Regions from separate parts of the Zea mays genome. Here region 1 is linked to region 2. Evidence: chromatin contacts called from public Hi-C data. All regions are on one chromosome and are shown on one strand. Each heading gives the region's core, a stretch centred on a gene start, on an enhancer-like site or on the middle of the called end of the contact. The rest is flanking DNA. Distances are from core to core; before and after follow the strand shown. Region 1 holds the start of LOC103647086 (DDT domain-containing protein PTM). Region 2 holds the start of LOC107303347.

Region 1 (3,742 bases), core at 873-3,372, 150 kb after region 2:
TATATATTCATATGCAAATTAGCAAGTCAATTTTTAGAATAGTTCATAGACATCGGTTCAAAACTTTATGCGAAAGAATGTTGGCTCTATATCTGCTTATGCGAAAGAATGTTGTCTCTTCCCATTCCTATAGGAGCGTGAAATAAGTTTTACTAGCAGTGTCGTACTAGAGGTGCCAGTAGCCTCAGTGTGCCAATCGCTCCTCAAGATGGTCTCACTAGCAGCAAAATGGTCTCTGACGAGTTGACTCGCGTGCTTGACTTGGATTGTACTTTGTCTCTTTTGTCACCTAAGCTCTGGTGAATTCCTCCGGCATCGACGTTAGAACGATGGTTCGGTCAACTGAGCATGTCTCCTGTCTATAAAACTATGTAGTTGAGAACCTCACAAGTAGATTCATAGTAGTTAACAACTCACCATCTCCTTTCGATAGGCTTAGGATCTCCTTATTTGTGAGCCATATTTGTTACATATTAGTTTGAGAACCTCATAGGTAGATTCACAGGTAGATTCATAGTAGTTAACAACTCACTATGTAGTTGAGAACCTCACACGTAGATTCATAGTAGTTACATATTTCTCCACAACATAAAAGATAAGAGGGTCATATTTATGAGCTAAAATAATTTTAATAGTCACAACTCACCATCTCCTTTCGATAGGCTTAGGATCTCCTTTTTATAATTTTTTACCATACAATGCAAAATTGTTCTATGGAAGTTACATTGAGCCATATCATGTATTCAACTTAGGATTTGCCTATTTCGATTAATAGTTACATTGAGCCAAATTTTGGTCGTTCGAAATGACCGTTTTCGATATTTGTTATGATTGTTGAGTTGATTCTTGATAGCATCAATATGTATGCACAAGTGTCCCCCGTTGCAACGCACGGGTATATACCTAGTCAAACATAAGAAGTTGCATGTGTCCAGTAAAACCACTTAAAACCAGAGTCACTTGATACGAGACATGCTCAGCCATGCAGGCAACGCCCACTATACGGCGGAACCAAACACGGTCTTTATCACGCTGATAATATTGTGAAACATGCTGCTAGTGACTAGAACCTTTCGTTGTTTTTCATTTCTCACGATCAACATATAGCAGATGAGAGTATATAACACTATAACACACATACAAAGGAACAGAAATAGAAGGACCGTTTTTATATTTCTCGGAATATTGGTGGTCACTGCAACGCAACGGTGTCTTCAACGGCGATATTGACGTAGAGTTTATCATGCTGACAACGTGTCGTGAAGCACACTGCCAGTGACTAGAACCTTTCTTTTTTCCATCTCTCATTAATTATCGACATAGCAGATGAACGAAAGTAGAACACATAGACATAGAAATAGAAAGACTAATTTTTATTTCTCTAAATATTGGTCATCACATACATACGCAGACTAAAAGTTTAGTAGGATGCCACGTGTTAGGGTTTTTCTCCATCTCCTTCGCTTCTTTTCCATGGTAGAGTTCGTATGCTGTACAGCAAAGAGAAACGAAGGCCACCATCCACACCGCGGGATTTGTGGCTAGCTCAGTAGGGGTGGTCACTGGGGAAAACACCGGGAGCAAGTGCTGCCGGGGAAGACGTACGAGTACGACTTGGCGCGAGCAAGCAAACCGTTGCCGTTGCCCTGCCTGCCCTACTACCACCTGAGCAGGCGACCCCTCCACCGGATTTGAATTTGAAAAAAAAACTCGCAGCACGCTCCCTTCCCTCCACCACCGCCCGCCTCCCGGTTGCGGCCGTCGACCACCGAGCGGTCGCCGTACATGCTGGAGTGGACGCGGCGCGGACACGACGAGGTCGCCGAGCTGCACCTGCACGCTCGCTCAAAACGAACCAGGTCAGGTCCGTCCACACCCGCGCCCGCCAGCCCGCATCCGCGGACGAGAGCGGAAGCGAACTGAACTCTCCCGAACCAGCCAGCCAGAGCCAGCCCACCACGCGGCCACGTCCCACTGTACGGGTCAGTCCGCACTGGTGCACCCGCACCCGCACCCGCACCCGGGAAGGGCGACGCGAGTCAGTCAGGCTGGGTGCGACGAGTCGGGTGCGGCGCACTCGGTGCCCGTGCCCTTGCCTTCGTGCACCCCGCTGCGCTGGTGCCCCAGCCCAGTGCTTGTGCTTCTCCTCCCTCCCACCCATCCACCCATCATCATCTCGACCTCTTCCCCCAACTCCTCGCCGCCGCCACTTGCCGGTAGGGTTTGCGAGCCCATCCCGCTCCAATCGCCCGCCGCCGCCGCGAGATCGGCGGCTCCCATCCCAGATTCGTTCCCGCCCACGCCAGCGCGCCGCATCCGATACCCGTCCCGTTGGCCCGCGACTCGCGAACGAGGATGCCTCAGTAGGGCGCGCGCGTGTCGAGCTAGGGTTGTCGCGTCCGAGGCCATGGACACCGCCGCGGGCCCGGGGCCCCGGGACGGCCCCGATCGGACGCCGCAGGGGCCCGGCGCCTCCCCCGAGGAGGCCGCCGCTGATGGCGTGAAGACGGACATCGCAGGTGGGGCGGAAGCGCTTGCAGCGGCAGGCGCGGCCGGTGAGGCCGATCCGGGTGGAGGCGCCGCTGCGGCGGGGCGTGGGGGTGACGCGGAGGCCTCGGCGAGCGAGCCCACGGCGGAGGAGGTTAACGAAGGCTGCGGCGGCGCCGCTGCTGCTGCGGGCGGAGATCGCCCCGCCGCGCCCGAGGCGGATGCGGACGGCGGCGCGGGCAAAGGGCGGTCTGCTGTGCACGCGGTGAGTGAGGTGGAGCAGGGCCAAGGCATTGCGGGGGCAGCGCAGGATGTGGATCCCGCGGTGTTTGAGGTGAAGAAGATGGACGTGAGCGAGGGTGGCGACGCAAGCAAGCAGAATCAGCACTCTCCGTCTTGTACGGCCAGCGAGGTGGATGTGGGGATCGTTCCTGTGGCAGTGCGAGATTTGGATCCTGTGGGGTCTGAAGTGATGATGGAGGTGGACGACGGCCATGTCAGGGAACAAGAGCGCGCGGGAGTGGCTGTGGCGGGCAGCGAGTTTAAGATGGAGGAAGCTGATGGAAGAGTGGTGCATCAAGGGTCTGCTGCCACATCTGCTGGGGGCCTTCAGGCGCGAGCCGAGGAAGTGGGAGAGTGCTTGGTCGGCCGTTACATTGGCCGCAACGCGCCAATGCAAGCGGGGATCCTTATTGGGAAGGTTGCATCCTATGATAGCACAGCTGGCATCTACAGCGTGGTGTTTGAGGATGGACATAATGAGGATTTGGAGCTTCCTGAGCTCCACGAGTTCCTCATGCCCGACAAGAATGGCACGTTAGGCATGAGTGTGAACTGCAGGAAGAGGAAGCTGGGCCTGCTGGTTTTGTCGGGGAGTGTCTCGGAGGTGAAAGAGCCAGCAAGTACTAGACAGAGGGTTGACGGATGCGAGATGCCTGCCAACACTGATGCACTGCGGTATAGTGGGTCTGGCTCGGATATGTCCGAGGATATCGAATCTTCGAGTAATTCATCCGATTTCACTAAAGAAGAACCATCTGAGCCGTGTCCTCCTGTACAGGCTGTGGAGTTGCCCCCGTCATCGGGAGACATTCATGTGCCAGAAGATTCCATAAGCTATCTCTTTTCTGTTTATAACTTCCTGAGATCCTTCAGTGTGCAGCTGTTCCTGAGTCCGTTTGGTCTGGATGATTTTGTTGCAGCCATTAATTGCACTGTTCAGAATAACTTGTTGGATGCCGTACATGTCTCGCTA
Region 2 (3,674 bases), core at 449-2,948:
CAAGGCTGCAATGGGCGTAGAAGGAAGTGCAAGGGGAGCCATTTCCTACACAGTAATTTGTTTGCTTGCTTGCTTGCTTGCTGTTGAATCTATGACAGTATAGTATTTGTTTGTTTGATTGATGATTTATCAATCTCAATCAAGTCAAAGAACGTGAACAGAACTGATGAATCTCCGCTGAATGGGTGGTTTGAGATCATTCCTACCTATGCCACACAGATCAAAATTAAAGGTTCCCTTTGTTTGGAAAAAAGAAACCATCGACAATTTGACAGTCTGTACCTCGTAGGTGAAGGTGCTACCAGATGAGCCCGGCTGCCTCAGCGTCACGTTAGAGATTGTCCCGTTGGCGGAGAGGATGCAGACCGAGCGTGGACCTTTCTGCGAAAACGACATGACGCGCGCCGCCACATCCTAGCCAAAGCCAACGGATTGGACAAGTGAGCTCAGTGACACCCTGAAGAGACAAACAAGCACACTGCACACCAGCTCCTCTAGCTGCAGACATAATACACGAGACGCTGCAATGAGATGGAGATGGAGTGCATGTCTTACCTCCCCAGTACCCACGATGATGACGTGAGGCGTGAAGCTCCCGCCGGCTGACAGCGCGTACCATTCCCCTGTTGCGTTTGAAAGAACACCGATCAGACAGAGACAGAGAAATGAACACTTTTTATGTCATTTAACTACTAGAAGATCGTGGCCAGTATATAAGAAATTTAGCTAAACCATGCCCAAAGGGTTAGGTCAATTAGGTAATCTGACGACGGGGGGAAAAAATCTCCAAACCACAAGATTGGTGGGGAGCAAGAGGATAAACATTTGAATCGGCGATGAATGCGACAGTGAACAGAAGAAGTGCCGTAGCAGGTGACTGACGGATATTTGACTGTCTCCAGCGTGAAAGAAATGCACATCAAATCACGCTTACTGGACCCCATCCAAGCAATGCAACAGAAATCGACAAGGGGGGGGGGGGGGGGGGGGGGGGGGGGGGGGGGGGGGCAAACGCAGCAAGAAATCCTAGAGCGAAAAAAACGTATAAAAAGGGAAATTTCGGCCGGGGAGAATGCTGACCGAGAGTGGCCAGGATCTGGCGCCTGCCGGAGCCGCGCGGGCGGCCGCGGCGGCGCTCGGAGCTCATGTTGTTGGCGTGCTCGCTCTGGCTCTGCCCGGCCGCCCGCACGCCGCTGTCCCCCGCGGGCTCGCTCGGCATCCCGCCGCCCAGGCTCCAGGCAAGTGGCGCCGCGGTGGCGTCCCCGGCGTGGCCAGCCGCAGCCGGCGGCGGCGACGGCGTGAGGGACGTCGACGGCGACGAGGGGGAGGACTGGTACTGGTACCCCTTGGCCGCTGCCTCATGCGCCTCTGCCATGGCGATGTCTGCCGCTCCGAACATGCCGTGCTGCCCGGATCCATGGCCGCCGCCTGCGGCCACCACCGCGATACCCTCCCTCCCCTCCATCTGCATGTCCAACGCTCTTCTTGGGTTGCAAGTTTGCAACTCGGGACCTTTGCTTGCTGCGCAAATTCCTTCTTGTTCCCGCCTCCTGGTGCTTCGTTTCTTCGCTCGCTTGCACTTGAACAGAGGACGGCGGACACGAACTGAACAGACACCTGGTTCTAGTTTGGGTCTGTGTCCGGTTATACCCAGGTCATCGGGGCTAGGATTTTGAATATGTGCAAACGACAGAAACTGATAAAATAAAAATGAGAGATTTTGGCACAGGAATGGCGGGTTTTTCCTGCCGCTCTCCTCTGCGATCCCCTCCCTCTCTCTCTCTCTCTCTCTCTCCTTTGACCAACCATCTCATAGTTGGACTGCAAAAGTGTCCTGCACTGCAGCCCAACAAAACTTCCCCTTTTTTATTTGAACGGTAAAGAAGCGAATGGGACAAACAGTTTTTCCGATAAATTTTGTTTGATATATACAATAATACGCTCTAAAGAAGAGCAATGTCTGTGAATTGGACAAAAGAGTGGTGATTTTTTAGTAAAAAAATATATTCCGATCTTTATTAGAAATTCATAGGTTCTAAAACTAAACTTTAGTTTAGAGACTAATCTAGTCACTGCACTATTTGGTTCTATAGACTAAACAAGAACTAAACATATTTGCCAGCAGCCTGGGCCAAATATGTTTACTACAGTAGGCAGCTGGGAACGACCGAACAAGCTCGCGCGTGTAAGGGAGTGAAATTTTTGCCCTTTAGTCCCGTTTAGTCCATCTATTAGTTTTGTGTTTGAAAAATTAGAAACTAAAAAGACTAAAAGTTAGAGACTAAACATTAGTCCTATAAAACCAAACAGGTTCTAAAAACTTGAATACTACTCTCATGCTTTTCCTTCGAGTTCTTTTCTTGCATGTTGATAGTAGTATTATTTAAGGAAAGATCCAGCTGGTAGGATAAAAGCAGTCACATCGGGGATTGTACCATACAGTTCATCATCTGAAATTTTTACCACGGCTGCTGCCTTGCTGCTATGGAGTGTCTGCCCAGTTGTCCACACGACCACACACACTGCACAACATCCGATCATCACATATTTGAAATAACATCTTTTAAATAACGATATAATGTTATATAAGGACGGTTATTGATCGTTTTTCGAAACAAGTATTATTTAACAACTGCTATTAAAATACAGAAGTCAACATATAATGTCAGACCATGCACAACCTTATTTAATATCTCGTCTCTTGAATGGTCTGAAGGAGGTTAAATAAAAAAAAGAACGAAGAGTCTTGCGACAGTATTTATGATTTAAAAGTTCAAAGTTATATTATACCGTCTCTTAAATGTCTTTTGTACTTTGGAATCCCTAGGTTCTCTAGGTTATTAAGGTTTAGAAGAACGTTTGTTTGCTTATTTTCAGGAAGTTAAGGTGTGATAAAAAAATACTAATTGTCATATTAGTACCACTAGTGGACCTAATAAAGCATTTCACTCCCCATCTTTCTATGCAGCCTAGCCAATGTTCCTCCTTTTTTTTTGAACCTTCGAACACACGCAAAAGGCCAGATTCTCGTTACTTCCATTATTTCTCAATATTAAAAAAAAAACTCTAGGAGAGAAAAACAGTGCAGAAAATTTTACTTGTATAAACAAGCACGCTTACCCATGTTTGCAGAACCTGAGCACCTGTGACTGTTTTGCTTGGACACTACAGCCTGTCCAACTGGTCCTTTTGGGAAATCAGTAGCTGGAGTGCTGGAGACTATTCAAAAGGAAACTAAAAAAAGACAGTCATATTAATGATGTGTGATGGAACTGTAAAAGCTCTGAAATCCTCGTTATCGTAAAAACAATGGGTTTGCACGAAACAGACAAGGCAATGGTTTTATGGGAATGGGTTTTAATACGAGTGTCCTCGATCAGAAAACAAAAGCAATGCTTCTGCTAACAACATGACTCCAAGTTCAACCATAAGGCTCTTAGGCTATCCGCACTCATTCAACTCTAAAAATCCACTCTAAAAAGAATATTCCGTCCTAATCAGCAATATTCTCTACTCTATACAACAATTCCCTGCGCTCATGTTTACTCTACATCTCAACTCTATACCAACTCCCACGTTTTATATTATTTTTCCCACTCTCCTACCCTGGGCCGGCGCGCCGCTCTCCTCTCCCACGCGAGGAAGAGGTGGTTGTCCACGTGGAGGAATAGGGT

Evidence for each region. A called contact is a pair of places that touch in the nucleus more often than the background predicts.
Region 1: a Hi-C map of ear shows a contact between it and region 2, with 2.9 times the contacts expected there. The contact joins the promoter of LOC103647086 here to the promoter of LOC107303347 in region 2. A contact is called at or near these places in 8 of 25 Hi-C or Micro-C datasets (bundle sheath, ear, endosperm and 3 more).

What each region holds. Positions count from the first base shown.
Region 1 is chr2:148,915,451-148,919,192 of Zm-B73-REFERENCE-NAM-5.0, forward strand. It overlaps LOC103647086 (DDT domain-containing protein PTM), which reads left to right and starts at 2,123. Exons shown (of 9, transcript XM_008671643.3): 1 at 2,123-3,742. The coding sequence starts at 2,408.
Region 2 is chr2:148,762,650-148,766,323 of Zm-B73-REFERENCE-NAM-5.0, forward strand. It overlaps LOC107303347, which reads right to left and starts at 1,699. Exons shown (of 5, transcript NM_001367267.1): 1 at 1,081-1,699; 2 at 556-623; 3 at 283-414. The coding sequence starts at 1,471.